2 separate regions of the Mus musculus genome follow, and region 2 is linked to region 1. Evidence: chromatin contacts called from public HiChIP or PLAC-seq data. All regions are on one chromosome and are shown on one strand. Each heading gives the region's core, a stretch centred on a gene start, on an enhancer-like site or on the middle of the called end of the contact. The rest is flanking DNA. Distances are from core to core; before and after follow the strand shown. Region 1 holds the start of St7 (suppression of tumorigenicity 7). Region 2 overlaps Capza2 (capping protein (actin filament) muscle Z-line, alpha 2).

Region 1 (6,347 bases), core at 563-3,062:
AAAGTCTTGGAGAACCAGAGAGTAGGTAGCGCCGCTCAGGCTAATTTCAAAGAATGACCCATGGTAGGGAAGGGGAGCTTAGATTACAACCTACAGTTGGAGTCTGGAGGCCTGAAGGTGGCACTGGTCCAAGTCCTGGAGTCTAAAGCCTGGAGTTCTCATGGCCAATGTCAACAGAAGAAGAGGTCAAAATGCCTCTTCTGTGGTAGAAGGAGAGTACATTCTCTCTAGTTCTATGGTCTCCAGGTTCTTGAATGGTACTCACACACACTGAAGGTGAACATTCCCCATCAAATGTGCTCACACTCACTTCTCAGTCTCTTCTGGAAAGACCCTCGCAGGCAATCCCCAAACCACTCCTTAGTGCAATTGAGTTTGCCACCTGGAACTGTCACAAACAGGCCCCACATCTACAAATTAACTCAGCCTGTTTTACTATGGAAGAAACTACAAGTCCTTGTAGGAGCAGAAAGGTGTAACACCTCTCCACACCCACTGTAAGGGCCGCAGCCAACACTCCCATATATCAGGATGCAAAAGAAAAAGCATGATAAATGAAGCCTGAAAGAATTTGAGAAACCTCTTTTCGTTCAGGTAATAACGTGAAGGTGACAGGCTGAGGGGAAAGGTCTCGCAAAGCCGGCATGTCCACATTCTTGGCCTCTCCCTAACATTCTTTCTTCTGGAGGTTTTTGAGGTAGAGTGTCCTGGAATGAGGGGCTTCAAAGGAGGAGGGGGAAGGGAGAAAAGATCGAGCTTTCCATGTTTTATAGTTTAGTCTGAGGGAGATGCATTCTGATTTCTACAATGCACCTTGAAGTAGGGGAATTTTGGTTTCCGGGAACTGGCTTTGCTTTGGGGGACACACAAGGTATGAAAAAAGGACAGGAGCTCAGAGACACCTTGCTTCTGAGGCCTTTCCAATTCCCTTCCATTCAAGGCAGCCAGCACGCCAGCACAAGGTGTCCCATTTTGAGGTAATGCATTCTGAGCTTAATCATGAGCAATATAAAAATTATAATAAGGTAAGCTGTTCAGTGATGAATTTTAATGTCTTGGTTATAGTTGGGAAAGTCTGCGTTTGCTTCATTTAACATTGAATACATTAAAAGTCAAGAAACAGACTCGGAGCTAGCACCTAAAGCCTTGTGTAAAATATACTATTTTATTTAACCGTGGGAAAATGTTCATAATGTGGTTTTATTTTTATTCATTTTTCATTAGGTTCTGATGAAGTACGCCAAAGTTAAACTAGGGAATTGCTTATATGTTAAAAACAAAAACAAAACGAGTAAAGACTTGTTTGAATGGCGATCACTTGGAAAATAGGAAGAAAAAGAAATACGTATGTTGTCAGTTTCTCTGGAAAACCCTTCACCGTGCTGTTTGGGAAAAACAAAACAAATAGCAGAAGCTAGTACAAAGGGAACCAAAATTTCTCTTCAGGCCTAATGAGCAGGAGTGCATCTCTTCTAGCTCGTCTGGATTTCATTGATACCTTTAAGCCCCAGTCCTGGGAGACACAGCTTTAAGACTCCTGGAAACCTTGTTTACGTCCTGGAAATCTTGATTGCAACCGAATTCTGACTCCACTTTAAGGTAGACCTAGGAACGCTTTGGGCCTCAGTTTCCCTCCGTCTATCACCCCAGGACCTGGCAACTGTTGCAGGCTCCCCCCCCAGACATTACAAAGTGTGTGGAGCACGCCCGGCTCTCGGAAGCGCTCTACACCCGCGAGCTGTTACGTCAGTGGGTCCCTCGGCGGCGCCCGGGCTGTCCTCCTAAAATACTAGTACAAGAAGTATAAATGGCCCGGGAGAGTGCAGGGACCGGGCCCACGTGACCGCTCCACGAAGGCCACCGGCGGGGGCTCGGAGCGCAGGCCGCGCGCTTTCCCGCCGCATCCGGGCGCCGGGCGAGCTCCGGGGACGCCGGGCCCTGGCGGCGGCGGCGGCTCGAGCCGTGCCTCGGGCGGGTGAATCATCCCGGCCGACAGCGAGCGCCGCGGCGGCCCGTAGCAGCGCCGGAAGATGGCCGAGGCGGGCGCGGGCTTCCTGGAGCAGCTCAAGTCCTGCATCGTGTGGTCGTGGACCTATCTGTGGACCGTGTGGTTCTTCCTCGTGCTCTTCCTGGTCTACATCCTGAGGGTGCCCCTGAGGATCAACGACAACCTGAGCACAGGTCAGGCCCGGCCCGGCCCGGCCCGGCTCCGCTCGGCCGCCCCTCCCCCGCCCCGGGAAAGTTAGTGCAAAGTCGCGCGGCGGGGTCGCGGCCGGCGGGGACGCGCGCTCCGGGACGCGCCGCCTCAGGTGGCCGCCGCAGCCCCGCGGCCTTCGCGAGTCCCACCCCCACCCCCGCGCGCGGAGTGTCCCCTTCCGTCCCCGCGGGTCCCCGCCGAGCCCCGGGAGCTCGCGAGTCTCGCCGGCGCTCGAGCGTCCGAACCGCGCCGAGGAGGCATGTCCTGCTCCCGGCTGCGCCGCCAGGGCCCACGCATGGCTCGGGCCGAGGGCGCGCGCGAGTGGAGAGAGAGCCTTGTCCCGGAGGGTGTCGCTGTGGTGTGGACGGGGAGGGCATGTCCGTAGGTCCCTCTAGGAGCGTGGATGACGTGTCAGGTCACCCAACGGAATGTCGAGGGGACACGCGGACCGCGCGCGGGGAATCTGGAATGTCTGACGTCCCCAGCTGAAGTTGTCCTGTTCTCGGCTGAGCCCTCTCTAAAGCGCGCGGGGCTAAACAAGTGTGCATGTATGTGGTGACTGTGGTCCTGATAAACTTGCAGCAGGCCACCCCAGATGTTAAAAACCAAGGAGGGCAAACTTAGGCTAAGGACACCCCAGAGACAATTCAGAAACAAAATGCACGTTGAAGGAAGGCTTACAGCCCTTTGAGTCTGCAAATTTTATTGCACACTACGCTGGGAAGTCTTTACAGTTCTGACTTATTTACAGACATAGATACACATTCACATATATCTGTCTTCTGTTATTTTAATTTGCATTGTCTACAATACCAAGGTTGGAAATGAATTTCCCATGACCATAACTGGAAATGGAGGACCAGTGGGAAGTGGACCCTTTTAGATGCTTGCCACAATGTACTCATTTTGTTTAACATTATAAACCTCCTTTAATGTGAACCTGTTGCTGACTATGTTTGTTTCATAGTATCCTTTGGATGGTCTTTTTGGGAGGCAGACAGAATTCTGCACATAGAATCAGCTCATCCTAATGTAGAGGATGCTAAGCTGTTTGGCTCTGATTATTCCGAAGATCCCACCTTTTTTTTTTTTTTAATCTGTTAGCGTGACTGCTTGTCACATTGTAATATTGTGTTCCTTGCCTTAGGACAGACATTCTCAACCTGTGGGTCATGACCCATTTGGAGCTTGCATATCAGATATCCTTGCATGTCAGATATATACATTATGAGTAGCAAAATCACAATTACAAAGTAGCGAGAAAAAAGAAAATAGTTTTATGGTTGGTGGGTCACCTCAACGTAAATTTAGAAGGTTTAGAACAACTGCTTTAGGGTAAGGCTTTTTCCTTGTGACTTTGGTGACTAGAGAATAGATTCTAGTCTCAAAGACCCGTCCTTTAAACAAATTTGAATCTTTATTATCTATTTATAGGAAGGTACTTCCAAATTTTTTTCCTTCCAGAAAATTTGTTGTAGAATTTTTAAAATCTTGAATTTTGCATAATATAGTTATATTTATTTCAGAACACGTCTCTATTTCTCATTTCCTTAAAGTAGGTTAAATAGTCATCCAAACAGAATTATATGCAAGGCACAGAGGCCACACGCTAACACTTTAGACAGGACAGACAGGAAGGATTAAGAAGAGAGATGATTTTTTAGGAAGAGAGTTGGGATCTCCCCCAGCCCCAAGCAACACTAGACTTGGCATTTCTCACAGATAGTTTGCACAGGGACCTTTCTAATTGAGATTTTCAGCATTGGATGGGCCAGGCTGTGGCTCGTTCCTTCCTAGGCATCAGGTAGAGGCCCTTTTCTCTGTGGTGCGGGGCCTCAGTTTGTCCTGGAGAGTTTTGTGCATATTCTTGTCATAAAGGGGGATGAAAAGAGAAGCGCGTGGAGGGTTTTCATCTTTCTGCTATTTCTGTGAGAATGTAGTAGATGAGGAAGGGCTTTAGCACTGCTCTTGATATATCCAAGGATGGCGGTGAGCCACCGCAGCCGGGATTAGGTTTTTCAAAAGGCAGTGTGAGACATTGGATGGCATTTTTCTTCCCTTTTAAGAAAAAAGTGAGAAGTTCTTGTAGGAAGACGGCCAGAGACTCCTGTCAACGTATTTCCCTCCTTTTCTTGCCAAATTCTCTTTCCCATGGAAACAACTTTCTATAATGAAAGAACTTGCTGGCTGGCTTGCACAGCTCCAAGTAACTGCCCTCCAGTGGTCAAGCCAGTCTTTGCAGGGAACTCTCTAAATGGGGTCCAGTCCAACCCAACTAACTCTCTCTCTCTCTCTCTCTCTCCCTCCCTCTCCTTCCTCTCCCCTCCTCTTCTCTCCTCTCCCTTACCTACCCTTTCTTTCCCTTTTCGTTGTTTCTGAGATTGGATTTCTTGCTGCCATCTGTCCTAAAACCTACAGAGATAGATCTATCTGCCTCTGCCTCCCAAGTGCTGTGATTAAAGGTGTGCACCACTGTACCTAATTCAACTAATTTTGTTGCTCTTTAACTCTGTGGTGCTCTCTCCTCCTGTGATAAGGCAGAGATGCCATTGGGTTGAGAGCTGCTTTTTAGAGTTGCTGAGGCTGTCGCAGTCCTCCATGCCACTGAAGTAAGGCAGAGGTATGTGGTAACTAGGAGCCATGAAGTCCACAGCTCAAGCCCTGCTGTGCACTATGGGAGTGGACTCTGATTTGCATGCTGTGCACTGTGTTTTGGCTATGTGGCGTGCTCCCCTCGATACTTTTTAAAAAGTAGTTGGTTGTCTTATCTAATACTTCCCAACCGCAGATCCCCCTGCCACCACTCCTCCCTGCTTCTCCCCACCCATGCTCTCCTGGATCCACTCACCTGCTCTCTTCCAGCAGAAGAAAAACAGGTTTCCAAGAGACAGCCACCAGACGAAATACAACGAGACAAGGCAAAAGCCCCGATACCAAATCTGGACAGGGCAACCCAACAGAAGCAAAAGAGTCCCGAGAGCAGACAGAAGAGTCAAAGACACACCTACTCCCACAGTTAGGAGTCCCACAAAAACACCAAGCTAACAGACACAACATATACACAGAGGATCTGATGTAGACACGTGCAGGCCCCACACTTGCTGCTTCAGTCTCTATGAATAGCTCCCATGTGTCCTGCTTAATTGATTCAGTAGGACATGTTCTCCTGGTGTCGTCCATCCACCTCCGACTCCTACAATCTTTCAGCCCCATCTTCCATGAGCTTCCCCTATCTCATAGGGGAGGGACCTGATAGAGATCTCCAATTTCGACTCTCCCTCATAATGTCTGGTTGTGGCTGTCTCTTCATGTGTTCCTATCTGCTGCTGGAGGATGCCTCTCTGATGACGACTGGACAAGAGACCGATGTGTGAATATAGCACAATACCATTAGGAATCATTTCATTTCTTTTTATTTTATTTTATTTTATTTTATTTTATTTTTAAGTCAGTCATGTTTGGTTTTACCCTAGGTCATTGGGCTATCCAGTCTCTGGCTCCTGGCCATCCAAGCAGTGTCTGACATGGGTTTCCTCTCATGGAGTGGGCCTCAAGTTAAATAATGTTTGCCACCCTCACAAAGTCTGCACTACCATTGCCCCAGCACATCTTGAAGGCAGAACTGATTGTTGGACGACGTTTTTGTGGCTGGGTTGGTGTCCACAGTTCTCTTTCAGTAACACAAGCAGCTTGACCTCTCTATGGTAACTGAACTATGTGGATATTATCCTCAGCGATGGGGCTGCACTATTAGCTTTTGGAGAGCAACCCTCTGTCCTAGCATCATCCTGGACTGTTTGGGGATGTACATGGAACCCCATCAGCCAACAACCCCGTCCACAACTGGAGGCCTTGCCTGGCTACAAAAGCTGGCCATTTGCGATTCTATATCTCCCATTCCTGGGAGTCCTCACTAGGATCACCCCTGTGGATTCTGGGAAGATTCTGTTGTACTGGGTTTCCACACTGCCCACCAAATGCTCTCCAATTTCAGCTCTCTCCCACTCTCTTCTCCTTCATCCCATCTCCCCCCACCTGGTCCTCCCCTCTCATGTCTTCACCAGTCCCCAGTCCACTCACAAAATCTATTCTATTTCCCCTTCCCAGGGAGCTCCATGCACTCCCCCTAGGCCCTACCTCTTTACCTAAC
Region 2 (6,282 bases), core at 3,678-6,177, 42 kb before region 1:
ACAATATCTTTAACTATTTAAAGATTGGCTTATTGGATGTGCAACCCCAATATTAGTTAAAAAGCATATTACTATGGTTGAATGAATGTTCTATGCATAGTCTTCAAGAGTGGCACTAACCTTTTGAGTTTCTCTTTTCTTTCCAGTACAGTACTTTACAATTAATTCAAGTTGTTTCCTCTATCAGTAGTTCCTATTTATTGCTAAGTATACAGCTGAATCACAGCTTATTTGTCCAGTGACCCGTTTGTGGGAGTTTGGGTTGTAAATTATTTCCAGTTTGAACAATTTTGAATAAGTTTTGGTGTGGATGTAGAATTGTGTGTGTGTGTGTGTGTGTGTGTGTGTGTGTAACAATTTAGAATGATATTATTGTATTTTAGGATATTTGCCTAACTTTATAAGAAGTGCTAAATATTTTCCATGTAGGTTGTACACTGTACAACCTTACATTCCTATAAGTATTGTAGGGTCCTGCAGCTGTCCTGAGCCTAGACCAACAACCTTTTTATCTTGGCCTTTCTGTTTTGCATGGAGTTGTATTTCCTGATTTCTTTATCAATATTCTAATGAAGAATACTGAGTGTGCTTTTCTGCATATCTTTCTGTCTTGTGCTTATCATATTAGGGGAAGTATGCATTCAAACATTTTGCTTAGTTTTTGTTTTTGTTTGTTTTTCTGTTAAGTCTTCAGAGTGCTTTTGGTACTTTTGGATGGGTTTGCTAATAAAGTTTTGTATTTGGATAAAGATTCTAAGTGTTTGGGACCAGAAGTTCAGAGTCTTCTGTATTTTGGAATGTTTGCATGCCCTGTACCTAGTTTTGAGTAAATCAGCTGTGATCAGTATATCTACTTAATTGCATCTTTTCTCACATATGGTCTTCATGAATTTCTTTTGTTTAAAAGAAGTAAAGTTGTGAGAAAATATTTACCTATAAACAGTTTTAAATTCTTGATTGTATTAATACATTAGATATTTTACCTTCCTTTAGCCTGTATAGTTTAACTATATTAAATGGTTAAAACAGTAATAGCAAACTTGTATTTGAGTGTAGAGATGTTATATACTTTAAAATCATTTTCAGTAGAACTTTGAAATTTGTGTAATATTGATTGGGGTTTTTGTCATTTTATATCTTTGTAATATTTATATCTTCATTTCTGTCTTAGGTTCGTATAGCAGCAAAATTCATCATTCACGCCCCTCCTGGAGAATTTAATGAGGTTTTTAATGGTAAGTTTTTAAACTACCTTTAAAAACATTACTTTATTATTTGTGTGTGTGTGTGTGGACAATTGTATAAAGGACAACGTCGCATGGGTTGGTTTTCTCCTTCCACCATGTGTTCTGAGGGTCCAGCTCAGGTTGTCAGGCTACCGGGGCAAGGACCTTCCCATCTGAGCCCTCCTGAGCCCCCATGATGGGTAACACCAAGACTTGATGTATTGATCCTTTCTTGTAAGAACTGTCTTGTTTTATTTATTTTTAAGTATATGAAAAGTACCAAAATTCAGTAAAGGTGGTAATATTTATCTGTTCCCTCCTTGCAAGAGTGTGGAAGGACAGAAAGCTTGTCCTTGCCCCTGGTCACAGACCAAGTTATGATTTGTTTTCTACAGAGCAAACTCATTGGAAATCAGTGAATGTGTTGTCAAACTAAGAAGCACACACAGTCCTAAGTGTTTTCTGGAAATTGTATCCGACCATTTTTGTGGTGTGGCTTGTTCTTAGTTCTTTAGAGATGCTGCATATATCTGCCTGCAGCAGCTATTTAACTGACCTCTTTTATTCTAAATTCCCTCTTATGTTACATAACCAAAATAGATTTATAAAATACTGTGGTGCACATTTTTTTCTTTTTTTCTTTATTGTATTTATATGGACAGCACTTAGCTGTCTTCAGACACACCAGAAGAGGACATCGGATCCCATCACATATGGTTGTGAGCTGTTGCTGCTTTGGATTTTTGATTGAAAGACACACACACACCATACATTTAATGTGCCTTAAACGGTGCAATGGTTGGGCCATTCCCAAACTTCCACATTGTTAACACCTCCCCTCCAATACTTCTGAATCTGAATTATTACTTACTAAAATCTATATTCCATATTTGCTACCGTAGACCCAATGGTGGCCTAGGGCTGCTCTTCCATGGCTCTTAAATGATTGATACTCTGTCTTCTACAGCATTTAAGCCTGCATCTTCTCTTCCCGGCAATGGTGATTCTGCTTCTTCGGTCCCCTTGCCTGTAAATCCTAAAGTCCTGCCTTTGTCTTCCTGCCCAGCCATTAGCTGCCAGCAACTTTATTTACCAACCAGAACCACCTGGGGGCAGGGACCTTCAGTGTCTCACGTGAGATTCTCATGAAATTCCCAAATAACTTAATGCAAACAATAAACTAAATCTACAAAACTGAGCCACCATGTGGTTGCTGGGAATTGAACTCAGGACCTCTAGAAGAGCAGTCAGTGCTCTTAGCCACTGAGCCATCTCTGTAGTCCCTTGGTGCATATTTATGGATAGTTTGGTCATTAGAAAATTTTGATCATGCTTGTATGGGAGGTATTAATGTATAACTAAAACAAACTATATTCCTTACAGTATTCAAACAGAAAAAAGTGATATATAAAAAATATTGTTTTGCAGATGTTCGATTATTGCTTAATAATGATAATCTTCTCAGGGAAGGAGCCGCACAGTAAGTATTGTATATCTCCATAGCTAAGGTGACTGGGAGAGAAAAGAGGTTGTAAAAGCGATAATGAAGCACTAATCTGTGGCATAAGAGTTTCTGAAATACAGTTAAAGTTTGGACAGCCATATGTATTAGACTGAGAAATCACAGGGGGAGTTAGGGACAAGTGCGAAATGAAATTATCTTTTACGTTTGCCACTGTCTTATATACTATATAGCATCACTCATGTTCTTTGTATAGTTTTTCAAACTAAATGTTCATTTGGTACCATTGGAACTCAATGATGTCAAGGTATTGAAATGCAGAGATTTACTTTTAAGCCAGTGATTGGCTTTAGAATTAATCTGGTTCGGTGTCTTCTGAAATACTTTTGAACAAAAAGTGGGTAAACATGAGCCACAGGAGCATGAGGGTCAGAGTTCAGATCCTGAACCCAGACAGCAGCCAGATGTGCAGCACACATCTGCAGTCCCAGTGCTCCTCTGGTGAGAAGTGAGAGGTGGAGACAGCAGACCCCAGAAGTTTTCAGGCCAGGTAGTGTGCTTTACTGAGCTCTGGTCATAAAGCCCTACTTGAATCGGGTAGAAAGCAAGGACTGAGTACCTGAAGTTGTAATCTAACCTCTGCATATCACTCACATACAGAAGAACATAGATATCCATATTGTCTACATCATACACAACACACACGTTTTCAAATCTCAACTTGAATTTTCCCTCAAAAGAAATGATTATTACTCGCTATAATAAAGCTGTCCGAAGCTTGGATAGCCTACATTTAGGAGATTTCACAAAACAGAGTCCTCATCACCAGTGCACTGGAATAAATGAATGACCAGAAATGTGGGCTCCTCTTCAGGTGCTTTTATACTGAGTTGTTGATGAACATCTCTCTCTTTCCTACATGTGTACCTTTTCCCTTTGTTTCACCCTTAGACTGTGGCTGTGGCTGCATCTTTTCTAATCTCGCCCTTTCCCTCTTTTTGTAAGGGGAAAAGCAGAACTATCGTTGTTCTTTAGAATGGATTGAGTTGATGCGTCTTTACTAAAAGCCAAAACTTAGTATGATTCAAAGTAAACTCAGACTCACTGAAGAGCCTATAGTGTAAAATCTAGAACACTGAAATATTTCCAAATACTCTTTTATTCAGCAGACAAAAGAATAACAGGTTTCACTGTAATGAAATCAGTAAGTCTCTTAAGAATTTTTTTTTCTTCAAATTCAGACATGTTCAGTATCAGGCCATCTGATACAAAATAGAATGCCAGAGACATCAAAGGCCTTCAGAATCCAAAGAAAGAACACTTTAATTATTCTATTTTTTTTAATTGAGTTTTCTTTTCTTTTCTTATGTCTCTGTGTTTGCTTGCCTGTGGATATGTGCATACGAGTGCTGGTATCTACAGAAGGCAGGAGAGGATGGTGACTCTCCTGGAATGGCAGTTGTGAGCTATCCAGCATGGGTGTTTTAACCTGAACTTGCATTCGTTGCAAGTGCAGTGTGTGCTAGTTACCACTGAACCATCTCACTGACCAAACCCCTTTGGCTGATTCTTAAATGCTGAATAGTCTGCTTTTACTGGAAGGGGATTTAGAAGCCATTTAGTACAAACCTGGTTTTATAGGTAAATAAGGTCCATTCTGGCTAATGATAGGGTTGGAGCAAAACCTACATATTCTGGCTGCTCCGTTATTGAGAGTCTTTTGCACTGTATTGTACCATTTAACTTGATTTAAGTGGTTTAGATAAAGCTTGCCATGTCTCATTTATTTTATGTTTTTTCAAGTTTCTTATTCTACTCCTCCCAGGTTAAAGATACATGAGGTTTGATACTATCTATGGGCAGTAAAAAAGGCTTTGGGTCCACCTAGATTGCCACTTTTAAGTATTTATGTTTTTTAAGTGTAGCTTTTACTAGAAAAAAAATGAATACTATTCATTTCAATTTATAAATAAAACCTTTGAAGTAAATAATTTAAGGGTGAGTGTACTAGTTACTTTTATGTTGCTGTAATAAAATACCTAATATAAGCAACTTAAAGGAAAAAAGATTTAGTTTAGCTCATGGTTTTGGAGAGTTCTAGTAAAAATGGCAAGAAAGTAATGGTAGCAAGAACAAGTGGCTGAGACTGTTGTAAGGATCAGGAAGCAAGAACAAGACCAGAACCAGAGATGAGTATAACTTTCAAAGCCGTGCCCCAGTGACCTCCTTCCACCAGCAAGACCTCACTTCCTCAGACTTCCACAGCCTCCCTCAGCCACATCAGGTGTGGAACATGAACCTTCTGTGGGCATTGCAAATACAAATTCCTGGCAGTCTGACCACATTGAGGTTGTTCTTAGGAAAGTCACTTGATGTGTTACAAAGGTCAAGTGTGTAGCTATTCTGCCTTCCTGTCTGCACTTCTGTGTCTATGTACATCCGTTTTGAAAATGCTGGGTTGGGAATTTCAACATTTGTGATTTGTGATTTCAACATTAGTGATTTGATTTTATATTGGTGTCTTTATATTTATTATTATTATTGTAATAATTATAGTCTTAAAGTATAAAACTTTATTATTAAGTGGAAAATGTTTACTAGATATCATAGAATGGTATCAATTTAATAGAATACAGTTTTGTTCTGTATATAATTTTTCATACATTGGGTTTTTGCTACACACATATAAATAATTACCTAGTAAGTATATTCTTCACTCATTAGAGAAACCTTCTTGAGTCTGTCTCGTCACTATTAGCTGAGTTTCTGCTGTGGGTTTTTATCATAGTCTTGCCACTTTTCTGTTTCCAGTCATCACACTGCATGACTCATTGTATGTACTACTGTCACACTATTCTTTAGAGACACCTCTAGAACTGCCTTGCCTCTCAAAATACTCATTCTGTCTTCAAGACCATTCAGGGTTTGGTGAGATAGCTTAGTGGGTAGTGGTACTTGCTACCCAGCAATGCAAGCCTAGTGACCCGAGTCCAGTCTCCTGAACCCGTGTACAGGGACAGAGAGAACCAGCTCTATAAAGCTGTCCTATGACCCCCACACTTACAGCCTCACAAGCCTCATCACATTCAAGCACAATGATAATAAACAGTTTTTAAAAACCTTCCAGTTCAACTCAGTAAATACTGATGAGCAGCTGGTTGGTTCTTCCTGTGACATTGGACCACTTTTATGGTCCTTCTATTTAAAACATTCTTTTTCCCCCATTATCCCGCTTCCCTCCCAATGCTTTCTCTTTTTTGTGTGTTCATTTATTCATTTAAATGTGTGCATGTGCAGAAGCCTGAGATTGACATGGGGTCTCTGTCTCTCTTGCTCTCCACCTTATGTTTTGAGTCAGGGTGTTGTGCTGAAACTGAAGCTCGCACCTTTAGTTAGACCTACTGCCCAGTTGACCCTGGCATTAGCCTGCTTCTCTCCCCTACCATTGGGGCTATAGAAATGCAGTGCTCTGTCTTTTACTAGGTTCCTAGAGATCTGAATGTAGGTCCTCATGCATGCTCAATAAAACCCATTATGCCATCTCCCCTGAACCATCTCCCACTTTCTTTTTCTTAGTATCACATTCATGAAATT

Evidence for each region. HiChIP or PLAC-seq counts read pairs in DNA pulled down with a chosen protein or histone mark.
Region 2: a contact with region 1 is called in an H3K27ac HiChIP or PLAC-seq map of microglia, with 6 times the contacts expected there. The contact joins the enhancer-like site here to the promoter of St7 in region 1. A contact is called at or near these places in 3 of 39 promoter capture datasets (the C10 cell line, embryonic stem cells and pre-B cells), 1 of 15 datasets of contacts at CTCF or cohesin (CD8 T cells), 5 of 484 Hi-C or Micro-C datasets (CD4 T cells, CD8 T cells, LSK cells and 2 more), 4 of 115 datasets of contacts at active chromatin or transcription factors (CD8 T cells, the SCID.adh cell line, embryonic stem cells and 1 more) and 2 of 9 other capture datasets (adipose tissue and pancreatic islet).

What each region holds. Positions count from the first base shown.
Region 1 is chr6:17,692,182-17,698,528 of GRCm38.p6, forward strand. It overlaps St7 (suppression of tumorigenicity 7), which reads left to right and starts at 1,813. Exons shown (of 16, transcript NM_001289624.1): 1 at 1,813-2,181. The coding sequence starts at 2,031.
Region 2 is chr6:17,647,349-17,653,630 of GRCm38.p6, forward strand. Capza2 (capping protein (actin filament) muscle Z-line, alpha 2) reads left to right here. Exons shown (of 10, transcript NM_007604.3): 2 at 1,172-1,235; 3 at 2,655-2,706. Among named protein-coding and RNA genes, the nearest start is that of Capza2, 13 kb to the left of the region's middle. Within about 2 kb of position 4,928, at least 20 of the 459 cell types and tissues checked have an H3K27ac peak or open chromatin away from gene starts, as enhancers often do. A contact at or near this core is called in CD8 T cells, where this site is marked.